4 separate regions of the Mus musculus genome follow, and regions 2, 3 and 4 are each linked to region 1. The links are chromatin contacts, called in public promoter capture Hi-C maps. All regions are on one chromosome and are shown on one strand. Each heading gives the region's core, a stretch centred on a gene start, on an enhancer-like site or on the middle of the called end of the contact. The rest is flanking DNA. Distances are from core to core; before and after follow the strand shown. Region 1 holds the start of A930001A20Rik (RIKEN cDNA A930001A20 gene). Region 2 holds the start of Car13 (carbonic anhydrase 13). Region 3 holds the start of E2f5 (E2F transcription factor 5). Region 4 holds the start of Lrrcc1 (leucine rich repeat and coiled-coil domain containing 1).

Region 1 (2,700 bases), core at 192-2,691:
CACACCTGTAATTAGCAATGCTGGGCTGTACTTTAAAACCTTTCCGAAAGGGGAGATCTCACATTAAATGCTGTTCCACAATATGAAAAATAATAACACTCTGGTAATGGAAACAAGGGTGCGTGTGCAGTGAACAAGGAAGTAGCTTGCGAGAATGCCACAGAACAAAAGGCTGGCTAGCATCCAGAGTTTCATGTAAAGTTTTCTATCTGCTATTCTAAAGCAGAAGGCTTAGGTTGATGAAGCCGTCATATTTTCTCAATAGTTTAAAATGAGTTATTCCCTTCAGAGTCACACCTTCCTTCACTTCCCTAGTGCTGTATTAAAGTGTTGTCCTCTCATTGCCGATATCTTTGCTGCCAGGGACTGTCTCACGTTGTGCTGCTGAACTGTCAACAGAACATGGGTAAATGGAAACAGTATTCATTTGTTAGCATTCCTTCTAGGCTTCTCCCAGTTACCTGGCTATTGCCAGGTATGCCTGACTCGCTATAAAAGGAGCTGTTTGCCCCTTCTCACTCTCTTACTCTCTTATTCTCTGTCCCTTCTCTCCCCATTCTTCTCCCCCTCTCTTTCATGGCCTGCTTCTACTCCTCCACTCTGTCTCTGTCTGTCTCTGTCTCCCTGTCTCCCTGTCTCCCTGTCTCCCTGTCTCTCTCTCTCTCTCTCTCTCTCTCTCTCTCTCTCTCTCTCTCTCTCTCTCTCTCTCTCTCTCTCTCTCTCTCTGCCTCTACTCCATCAACTCTCCGCCCCATGCCCTAAAGAAACTATTCCGCCGGACGTGGTGGCACACGCCTTTAACCCCAGCACTCGGGAGGCAGAGCCAGGCGGATTTCTGAGTTCGAGGCCAGCCTGGTCTACAAAGTGAGTTGAGGACAGTCAGGGCTACACAGAGAAACCTTGTCTCAAAAAAAAAAAAAAAAGAATCTCTATTCCATACTATATCCGTTTTATGGATGGTACCTCAGGGGGAAGGAATACCTCAGCGTGGGCCCTCAGAGGCACCCCATTTCCCCTGCACCTGATACTGCGCCTCTACCAAACATATCCTGGTTGTTTTTTTTTTTTTTTTCTTTCTTCCTTTTTATAAAATACAACATCCCACTAGCAAAGATAGTGATGAGAACTGTATTATAAACGCATACCAATTAAAGTGTGGCATACTGTTTAAATTAAAATTGCAGTAGCAAAGTGGCTCTCATTTTAAAACCACATCATTATAGGCTCAGAGAAAACCAAAACCTTCTACTATTTTCCAGACAAATATAAAACGTTTATTACAATTCATTACTTAGACTTCTTTTATAATGCTGCCCACATGTGGAAGTCTATTGTAGACTTCAAAACAAGTTGACCCTTGGCTACTTTGTGGATCATGTAGCTAAGCTGCTAGAACAAATGCAATCAGACACCTGGAAAGAGCAGAAGAACTCTGTCAGATGGCAAATTCCAATAAGAGGTTAGAATTAGTTACCTGCAGAAGATTTGCAGAAAGAAAAGGCATCCTGCAGTAAGAGGACTTGTTCTCCGCCTGCTTCTGCTCAGGTGCACGTGCTGTGGGGGCGCTGCTGAAGGAAGGACATTAACAGGTAAATGATTGGGGTTCTGAAATAATTTTACCCCATATAGGCAATGGACTTCACAGTTTTATGTTTAAAGATATTGGCATTGCTTATGTTAAATATTTATTATAAATATGGATCTATAAACATAAAATGTAACCATGCACACACAAGCTTACATGTATCTACATTCAATTTGATGATTTCTAGCAAACACTGAAAGTGTCTTCAATATATTCAATAAACAGGACACATTAAGCAGCTTTGGTGGGTGTTTGTGAAAAGATAGCTGTTATGATTGCTAACCTATGGTTATTGCTTAAAAATACCATAAAACCTTCAAGAGATCAAAGGAAAAATTTAAGTTTTCAGGGCATTTTTATAAGGCACTATTATTTCTCAGACATAGGGGTTTATTCAAGATACAAACAGGCTTGGTTTGGCTGACTGAAACATGTGCCGTGGTCCTTGTAGTTCCTTGTTTACCTCCTATCTAGGCTTTCAAAAGAGTTCCTTGATTTGGTCAACATTGGCACAGTGTAAAAGGTCACTCTGATACAGCAGAGATTTCATTACTGCCTAAGCTTGTAGTCATGAAATGCGATTCCACCCCACAGGGTTTCAGATGGACACATTTTCTATACATTTCATCTCACTTCAGCATATTTACAAATATTAAACATAATTACAATTATGTGGTTGTCCTGAGGTATGATTACAGCTCAGAGGATCATTGGTTTGGCTGTTTTCTGCTGTGTTTTATTTTATTTACATTTCATGGTCATAAGCTTTATTCTCTAGTAAGGTTTATTCAACCCCCACTCATGACATCCTCCAAGGCAGAAATAATTTCAAAGATTTTTATCCACTTACTTGCTTACTTCAGAAAACAAATCTGATTGTGTAAGATTTCACCATTTCTAAATTAGTGTGGTTGTGGTCAACAGGAATCCCTGCATTCAGAAAGTTGAGACAGGAGGATAGATAGTTGAAGACCAGCTACCACCAAATGAGAACCTGTCTCAAAAAGAAATTTCAGTTCTCTTTTAAGGAAAGGTTCAGTCCCAAGTTTAGCAGCTGGGAAAGAGGGAGAGCAAGGAGGGAGCTGATTTGCTCTGGGTCCTGGGATCAAAGTTGT
Region 2 (2,700 bases), core at 52-2,551, 330 kb before region 1:
CATGTAGAAGAATGCGAATCGATCCATACTTATCTCCTTGTACTAAGGTCAAATCTAAATGGATCAAGGAACTTCACATAAAACCAGAGACACTGAAACTTATAGAGGAGAAAGTGGGGAAAAGCCTTGAAGATATGGGTACAGGGGAAAAATTCCTGAACAGAACAGCAATGGCTTGCTCTGTAAGATCGAGAATTGACAAATGGGACCTAATGAAACTCCAAAGTTTCTGCAAGGCAAAAGACACCGTCAATAAGACAAAAAGACCACCAACAGATTGGGAAAGGATCTTTACCTATCCTAAATCAGATAGGGGACTAATATCCAACATATATAAAGAACTCAAGAAGGTGGACTTCAGAAAATCAAATAACCCCATTAAAAAATGGGGCTCAGAACTGAACAAAGAATTCTCACCTGAGGAATACCGAATGGCAGAGAAGCACCTGAAAAAATGTTCAACATCCTTAATCATCAGGGAAATGCAAATCAAAACAACCCTGAGATTCCACCTCACACCAGTCAGAATGGCTAAGATCAAAAATTCAGGTGACAGCAGATGCTGGCGTGGATGTGGAGAAAGAGGAACACTCCTCCATTGTTGGTGGGATTGCAGGCTTGTACAACCACTCTGGAAATCAGTCTGGCGGTTCCTCAGAAAACTGGATATAGTACTACCGGAGGATCCAGCAATACCTCTCCTGGGCATATATCTAGAACAGTCTTCGAAGGTGAGTTTCTACTGTTCTGTAGGAGCGCACACACTTCTCTTCTCAACTCCTTCCTTCTTGCACAGTCAGAATGGCAGTAAGAGTTAAGAACCAAGAATCCAGTAAGTTTGGCTTCTTCTATGCAGGGCCAAGTCTGCAAGATGCTGGAGTAAGCAAAAAGGAATCAGAGAAGTGAGTTATGCAGATGGAAAGGCTGGAGCTGTCGGGGAAGGGAGGGCTGGCCCGGGGAGGTGAGCACTTCCTAACTAGTAGTTCTTATTTTAAGTGGTGGTTATTACAGCTATCGGCATTGATGTATGTGCATGTGTAATCACCACTGCCACCTCCATCAAGGTCCCCTGCATTTCCCAGACAAGATCTCCAACTCCAGCAGCAGCTCCTGCCTGGGTGAGTCATTTCCAGAAGGGCTTTTTCTGGGGTGGACTTCTCAGAAGGCAGGAAATCCCCATTGGAAACCTTTCTGGCTGCTGAGCACAGATCCCTTTCCCCACTCGGGCGCCCCCTGCGGGTGACGACCGTGCCCTCGGGTTTCGGGTTCCCGGGTTCGGGGTGCGGGCGGCCCCGCCCTCCACCCAGGCCCGCCCAGCTCCTTGGCGCGGGCGCCCTGCCACAGGTCCACAGTGTCCCTGCCACAGGCTCTCCATCGAGGACCATGGCGAGGCTGAGCTGGGGGTACGGCGAGCACAACGGTGAGCGCGGGCTTCCAGAGGGGGCTGATGGGGGCTTGAGGGAGCTCTGAGCCCCGTGGGGGGGTTGGGGGTCAGGGCCTGGTCCCCGCCGGCTCTCTCCAGAGTGGACGGCGGCATTCATTCAACTTCACTGGAAAAGCTCACTGCTGTCCCGAGAAAGCTTAAGAGGTCAGAAGTCAGATGACACATTTGTAAGGAAACAAGGACAACTGAGCCGCGAGAGCTCCCAGATCACTAAGTCACGGGACGCCTTCCAGGCGCTGTTGAAGCAATCTTGGTAACTTGTAATTTGCATACTGACTTGAAGTTAACTTGGGGCTTGTTCTTCAGTCTTACTTTCCTACCGTACCCATCCTTTCAGAGACCAAGGTTTAGCAAACGATTATAGAAATTATAATATGGTGTTAAATATATTTATTGATAAGCATGGCAACTTTTCTTCATCGCCTAAGTGTATTAGGGATAAGACATTCTTCTTGTTCATCGTTTGAACTGATTGCTTCAATTAATTACTCAAAAGAATTGCAAAGAAAAACTGGGAAAGCACTGATAGTCTTCAAAATGGAGTTTGTGGATAATAATATCAAAAACTTAAATTAGCATATACGTTATTGGATAATATTCTATAGTACATTTAATGAAAGTTTACGGAAAGTTTTCCCTTCTTTTATTTTATTTTCCCCCTTTTTGTGTTTTGAGACGAATCTTACTCTGTAGCTTAGTCTGGGCAGAACTTGTGGTCATCCTCTTTTCTTGGATGGAAAAAAAAAACTCGTTTCTTATTGCAGCTTATTTGAGGTCGTGATGACATTAATGTTATTTTTAAAATGACATCAGATGAAGTTTAGATTTTTATGAATGACATTTATAATTTAGATGAATTTCTTAAGCCAAAATAGCAATCTTATGTTTCATTACCTTCTAATTTGTGTGTTTGAAAGACAATCTTTACACATTTCAGTTTTGTCTCTGAAATCATTTTGTTTGTTGTTATTTGGCAGTTATTAGGTGCCAGTAGTGGTACCCTCTCTGTGGTTAGGGAGAAGGTTGTGTTAGCCAGTAGGTACTGATTGTACCCGAATAGGTACCCGAATAAGTATTGGTTTCAATAAAATTCTCCAGAAAATTTAAAATTTCAACTTAGAAAGGGCATTATAATGAGGAGTTGTTTTACATCTTGTTCATTTTTTAAATCTTAAAAAAGATTTATTCTTTTTTTAAAAAAATATGTTTATGAATTTTTGACTTGTATGTTGTGGAAGTTAGAAGAGGGCATTAGA
Region 3 (2,700 bases), core at 73-2,572, 390 kb before region 1:
CTACATTCCCTCAATCGAACAATGGATTTAAAGATAAAATAAGTGGTACATTATCACAATGGAGTATTACTCGGTTGTTTAAAAAAAAAAATGACATCATGAAATATACTGGCAAATTGATGGAACTCAAAAACCTCATCCTGAGTGAAGTAACCCAAACTCAGAAAGATGAACATGGTACATACTCACTTATAAGTGGATCTTAGCTGTAAAGTAAACATAATGCTACAATCCCCAGACCCAGAAAGACTAAGTAACAAGACAGGCTAAAGAGGGTATCTCTCTGGAAAGGGTCAGTGGAATAGAATCTGCAGGTGGATTGGGGGGGCAGACGGGGATTTTAAGTGTTGCAGCTCTGAAGGAAAATGCTTCCCCTACAGAAGTTTTGCTCCAGACGCCTGGAAAAATTTTGGTTTAAAATTGTTTTCAGGATTTACTAGTTAATGCTGTCAGTTTCTCCTCGCGTTTTGTTTTTTTGTTTTTTTTTTTCCCTACTGTTAATTTGGGCATTCTTGCATGAAGGATATGTCTTCATTAATTCCTGCCAAATGATGTTTTTAGTCACCTACTACTTGTTAAGTGTGAAGGATATTCAACAGGTGCGAATACCAAGTTGTTTAAGATCTTGGGTTTTTTTTTGTTTTTGTTTTTTGTTTTTTGTAAACTTTTATTTATTTACATTCCAAATGTTACCCCCCCTTCCAGGTAGCCCCTCCAAAAGTTCTTCATCCCATACCCCCTTCCCTTTGCCTCTGAGAGGTTGCTCCCCACACTACCCCGACCCATCTTACCCACCCAAGGTGTTGAAGATTTTAATCCTGAGTCTCAAGTTTGCAAATAAAAAATGTGGGAGCACATTTCCTCCTCTTATATCTGTGATCTTACTATCGAGCCATAGTTTACGATGTCAATAAGTCAAAAGATGCTGCGATTGTCTCAATAATAGAATTATTGGGGAGCAAAAGAGTATAATTTTGTAAAGAACACTAAAGGCAGGTAAGGAAAGAGCTGGGGGTCTACTTCCTTCACCGTCAAGGCTCAGGTGCTTCTGTTTGCAGAAAAGGCTTTGGAAAAGACTGAAGGTCAGAGTCCCAAAACCTTCCGGGACGCGGCGTTCTCCTATTTACGCGAAGATGAGCCTTACAATACTTGCACCTGATCAGGGATGAGCGCTCCAGGCCGACCAAAAGCACGCTCCGCCTGAGGGAACCCGACTGCCCCGCCCCTCCGCGGAGAGTGCGTTACTAGGCAACGCCGCGCGGCGTCACTTCCTGCCATTTAAACTCGGGCCCACCCTCGCGGCGCTGGCCGCTCGTGTGAATCCGCGCGCTCTGTGGTGCCGTGCGCGAGCCGCGCGGCTCCGGGGACTGGTGGACGCGGGGCGCGCCGTGGGCGGGGAGCGGAGTCCGCGCACCTCCTCTGCCGGTGGCGGAGCGGCTCCTCGCCAGAGGACAGCAGGGCCGCGGCGGTGATGGCGGCGGCGGAGCCCACGAGCTCTGCTCAGCCCACGCCGCAGGCCCAGGCTCAGCCGCCGCCGCATGGGGCGCCATCCTCGCAGCCGTCCGCGGCGCTCGCGGGGGGCAGCAGCCGGCACGAGAAGAGCCTGGGCTTGCTTACCACCAAATTCGTGTCGTTGCTGCAGGAGGCGCAGGACGGCGTCCTGGATCTCAAAGCGGTGAGCGGGGATGGGGAGGGCGAGGCCCGCCCGAGGGTGCTGGGTCCACCACCCCCACTGCGCCGAGACTCCGGACCCGGAGGGGCCGGGATGGATGCGGGGGCCCCACCGACCGGCCACCGCGCGGCCCTGGCCACAAAGGAGCACCCGGAGCGAGCGCCCAGGAATTCGCGCTCTGCTCTGGACTCGCTTAAGGACCGACCGCTCTGCAGAACTTCATTCCTGTTTTGAAGAACTTTCATGCCAGTTCTTCGGAATGAAAGAGGAAAAGAGAAAACTTTCCACACCTCCTCTAAAGTAGTAGTTTTTAGAAGGGGACATTCTTCATCGAGAATTAAGAATTGGGAAGTAAGATTGGATTTGTTGGCTTAATTTAGAATCTTTCTACTTTCTAGACCTGAGATTTGCGGTCACACAGAGAGGGGTCATTTTGTGCCGTTCAGACTAAGTGGTGAAATTACTTAGTAAGCTTTATCTGGTTTTATAAGGATGTTTGCTTCGTTCTTTGCTATGGTTCGGATTTTTTTCAAACAACAACGTCCATTTAAAGCAGTTCAGTCATAGTGATTTAACCGTTCCTGGCAAAACTTGGAAGGATTCCACAACGCAGGGAAAGGGGAACAGTATGGGATCGTGCGAATTAAAATTCAGCTAGTACAAGGAGGTTCAGAAAGAGCCAATACTTCAAAAATAAACAAAATTGCTAGTTTACAGTCACAGCGAATAGCCTCTTATGACTCCTCACAGCTCCTGGCTTGAAGCTATTACCATCCTCAAGACCGTGGGTGGCCAAGGCATAGGAAATAGGAGTCTTAACAGGAGAAGCCTGCCTTCCAGAACTCTGCTGAGTGTCCTGTCCTGGCCCAGTGGGAGGCGCTGGCTTGTTGGCACTTGGATTCCCCCCTTTTCCTGGGTGTAGATGCCAGTTAGTGTCGGTTCATATTTGGAAATGTTACTCCTGGGACCTTTTTCCACTTTTATTCCCCCCACCCTACCCTCACCTCTTCTTTCCCTCCTCTAATGGG
Region 4 (2,700 bases), core at 22-2,521, 440 kb before region 1:
ATGTTGTGCAAAATTTATTTCATAATTTCAAAAAAACTATTCCTTTCTTGGGATACCAATGTTGGCTCTAATTCATTTTCTAATAATTTCTTCAAACTTTCTTTGCAAGTCAAGCATTAATCTGGAACTATCATTGTTCAGTTATTATATTGTTTTCAAGATGAGAACACACAGCAGGCACCATTAGGACTGTGCTGTGCTGTGTCCCTATGCCTCAATTTTTAACTGTTTAAGAATCAAGGAACGTCTAGTTTCACAGAATTCACCAGAGCAGAAGGGAGAAAGAAATAAGAAAGTCAGATATAATAGAATAATTATGCCCACCAAGACCAACTGAAAGACAGGCACCCACAAATGAATTCTATACAGCTGTTATTCAGGGATAAGATTAGAAGTGGGAACGACTGTTTTCTACAAAGAGCTGCAGTGGGCTACTGAGATGTCTCCATCCTGGCCTACTGCGGGCAGTCGCTGTCATGGTATGCTGTCCCCAACAAGTTATTTATGTGGTAGCCAGGAAAACTGTATTTTGGTGGCTGTCTCCTTATCTTTGCAATGCCTTTGTGTGGCGGCTACACATCCTTGAGGCTGTAGATAGGTTGTCCCCACTGTATAAAAAACTAAAACATCAGGATATTTTCCCACACGTGTGCACTAACAAAGGTGTACAAACTCTTTGGCATCGTTAGAATATCTTTTTCAACATAGTCTGAACATCCCCTACCATTTTGTGAGATTTTCTGAAGAACTGTGGAAATAAGGTCCCTGAAAGGAGATCAGTCTATCAGTTGGGAGGGAAAGGGGGTCAACTTATGTCATGACTGTCATCACCTACCAAAGAAAAATTTTATACCACAATGGAAAAACCATTGTCTCACCAACTCTACCTTGAAACAGCCCAGTGAAGTATCTTTGGAGTGTTTGCTTTTGCAGAGGCATTGAAGAGTGTCTCTTGAGCGAATTCTTTAAAAAGCTGAACATTTTTTTCTCATCACAGGGAGACCAGCATACATAAATAAAGGCATTGCACAAATACTTAAGGATTTAACAGGAGTTCAGTGACCAAAAACGGGGAACATTACTATGTCTGCAAGATCACGTCACGAAGTATAAAAGCAAACTATTGAGAAAAACGCCTCCATATGGCAGTGGGCTATAAATAATGTTCAGTAGCCCACTCATTCCAAACCAACAAATGGAAAGGCTTTACTTTAAAGGCAGATGCCGTAAAAGTCAAGCCCTCTTTGAGCGGCGCCGTTGTCCTGCTTTGCGGCCGCGCAGGGCGGGGAAAGTGCGGCAGGCGGTTAGAGTCCTCGCCCCGCCCCTTGCTCACTCCCCGCTCCCGCTTTTGGAGGCGTGAGCAAGCTGGGACCCAGCGCTGGGCGCCGGTTAACACCCACTCCCCGTCGCGGGTACCATGGAGGCGGCGGTGTGTAGCGAAATCGAACGGGAGGATGGCGACAGCAGCTGCGGGGATGTGTGTTTCATGGACAAAGGCCTGCACAGGTAGCTGCCGCCACCCGGTTGGACCTCGGGTTGGCTGGCTTCGGAGAGCCGGGCTTGTGCAGGAAGCGGGTTCCTCCCCATCCTCCCAGCACAGTCTGGGGCTCCTCTCTGTCCCCCAGCATAGCCCGGGGTTTCTCTGTGTTCCCCCTGCACGGCCCGGGGCTTCTCTTACTCCTCCCAGCATTGCCCTGGCTTCCTCCCTGCCAAGCCCTGAATCCCTCCTGGCTCACTCAGCTGAGCTCAGGGTTCTTCCGCATCCTCTCCACAGATCCCGGGGTTCCTTTCTCTCCACCACCCAGCGCAACCTGCGGTTCTTTCTTACGGACCTGCTGAGCCCAAGCTTCCTCTTTCCCCTCTCCTCGCCCCCACTTTCGCACCCCCTAGCTGTTGCTCTTCCTGGTCTCCTTCCAGGAGCCTGAGAAGTGGGGCAAGCAGCAAGGCAAGCCTTCTCTACTCCCTGCTTACATCTCTTGCCTCAGTTCTCACCCGTTTTTAAGTTCTTTTGCATAAGACACAATCAGAGACATATCCATACAGTTGTTGAAAGTACCAAATATAACTCTTACTGACCCTGTTTTATGTTACTGAGACTGCTCAGTGGTTTTTCAGGCCCCTGGATTTTCCATACTCTGTGAGCCTTACCAGTTCAACCTAGACCCTCTCTTGTTTTTCACTGGCCAGTTAGCTATTTCTGAGATCCAGGCATTTCTGTTACAATATTCTCTGTCTTTGTTGAGGTGCCTGCTCTACTCCATCAGAACCGTGGTATTTATAATATAATGAAAACAATTTAGTCTCAGGCCTGATCTAAGGGTTGCCAACGAAGAGGTTTTTTCAAAAGAATGCTTACATTTATATTTAATAATGGTTATCGCTTTGAGGATGATGTCTATGTGAATGTTATATGTGTTATTACTAATCACCACAGCAATTATGCAGGGTCGTTTTTGTTTTGTTTTGTTTTGTTTTTCTTCTTCTAGTAAGCAATGACTCTGGGAATTTATATTTTAGATACATTATATAACTTGACAGTGTAACTAGTGAGCAAGTAAATTCAACAGTATTGATTTCTGATAGGTCAGAAAACAGATTGCTATTAAGAGCATATAATAGCACAAAATTTGTCCCTAAATAATTCTGTAATTGCCAGATAATCAGCAAATACTTCAGACACCTTTAGAAATTGGTGTTTTG

The links. Promoter capture Hi-C pulls out the DNA fragments that hold promoters and counts their contacts.
Region 2: a promoter capture Hi-C map of liver shows a contact between it and region 1, with 4 times the contacts expected there. The contact joins the promoter of Car13 here to the promoter of A930001A20Rik in region 1. A contact is called at or near these places in 2 of 39 promoter capture datasets (the SN4741 cell line and liver).
Region 3: a contact with region 1 is called in a promoter capture Hi-C map of liver, with 2.8 times the contacts expected there. The contact joins the promoter of E2f5 here to the promoter of A930001A20Rik in region 1. A contact is called at or near these places in 3 of 39 promoter capture datasets (the HPC-7 cell line and liver) and 1 of 115 datasets of contacts at active chromatin or transcription factors (pancreatic cancer cells).
Region 4: a promoter capture Hi-C map of liver shows a contact between it and region 1, with 4 times the contacts expected there. The contact joins the promoter of Lrrcc1 here to the promoter of A930001A20Rik in region 1. A contact is called at or near these places in 3 of 39 promoter capture datasets (hippocampal neurons and liver).

What each region holds. Positions count from the first base shown.
Region 1 is chr3:14,969,760-14,972,459 of GRCm38.p6, forward strand. A930001A20Rik (RIKEN cDNA A930001A20 gene) reads left to right here and starts at 1,442. Exons shown (of 4, transcript NR_040550.1): 1 at 1,442-1,589.
Region 2 is chr3:14,640,426-14,643,125 of GRCm38.p6, forward strand. Car13 (carbonic anhydrase 13) reads left to right here and starts at 1,302. Exons shown (of 7, transcript NM_024495.5): 1 at 1,302-1,420. The coding sequence starts at 1,384.
Region 3 is chr3:14,577,349-14,580,048 of GRCm38.p6, forward strand. E2f5 (E2F transcription factor 5) reads left to right here and starts at 1,323. Exons shown (of 8, transcript NM_007892.2): 1 at 1,323-1,675. The coding sequence starts at 1,472.
Region 4 is chr3:14,532,517-14,535,216 of GRCm38.p6, forward strand. Lrrcc1 (leucine rich repeat and coiled-coil domain containing 1) reads left to right here and starts at 1,272. Exons shown (of 19, transcript NM_001163579.1): 1 at 1,272-1,506. The coding sequence starts at 1,418.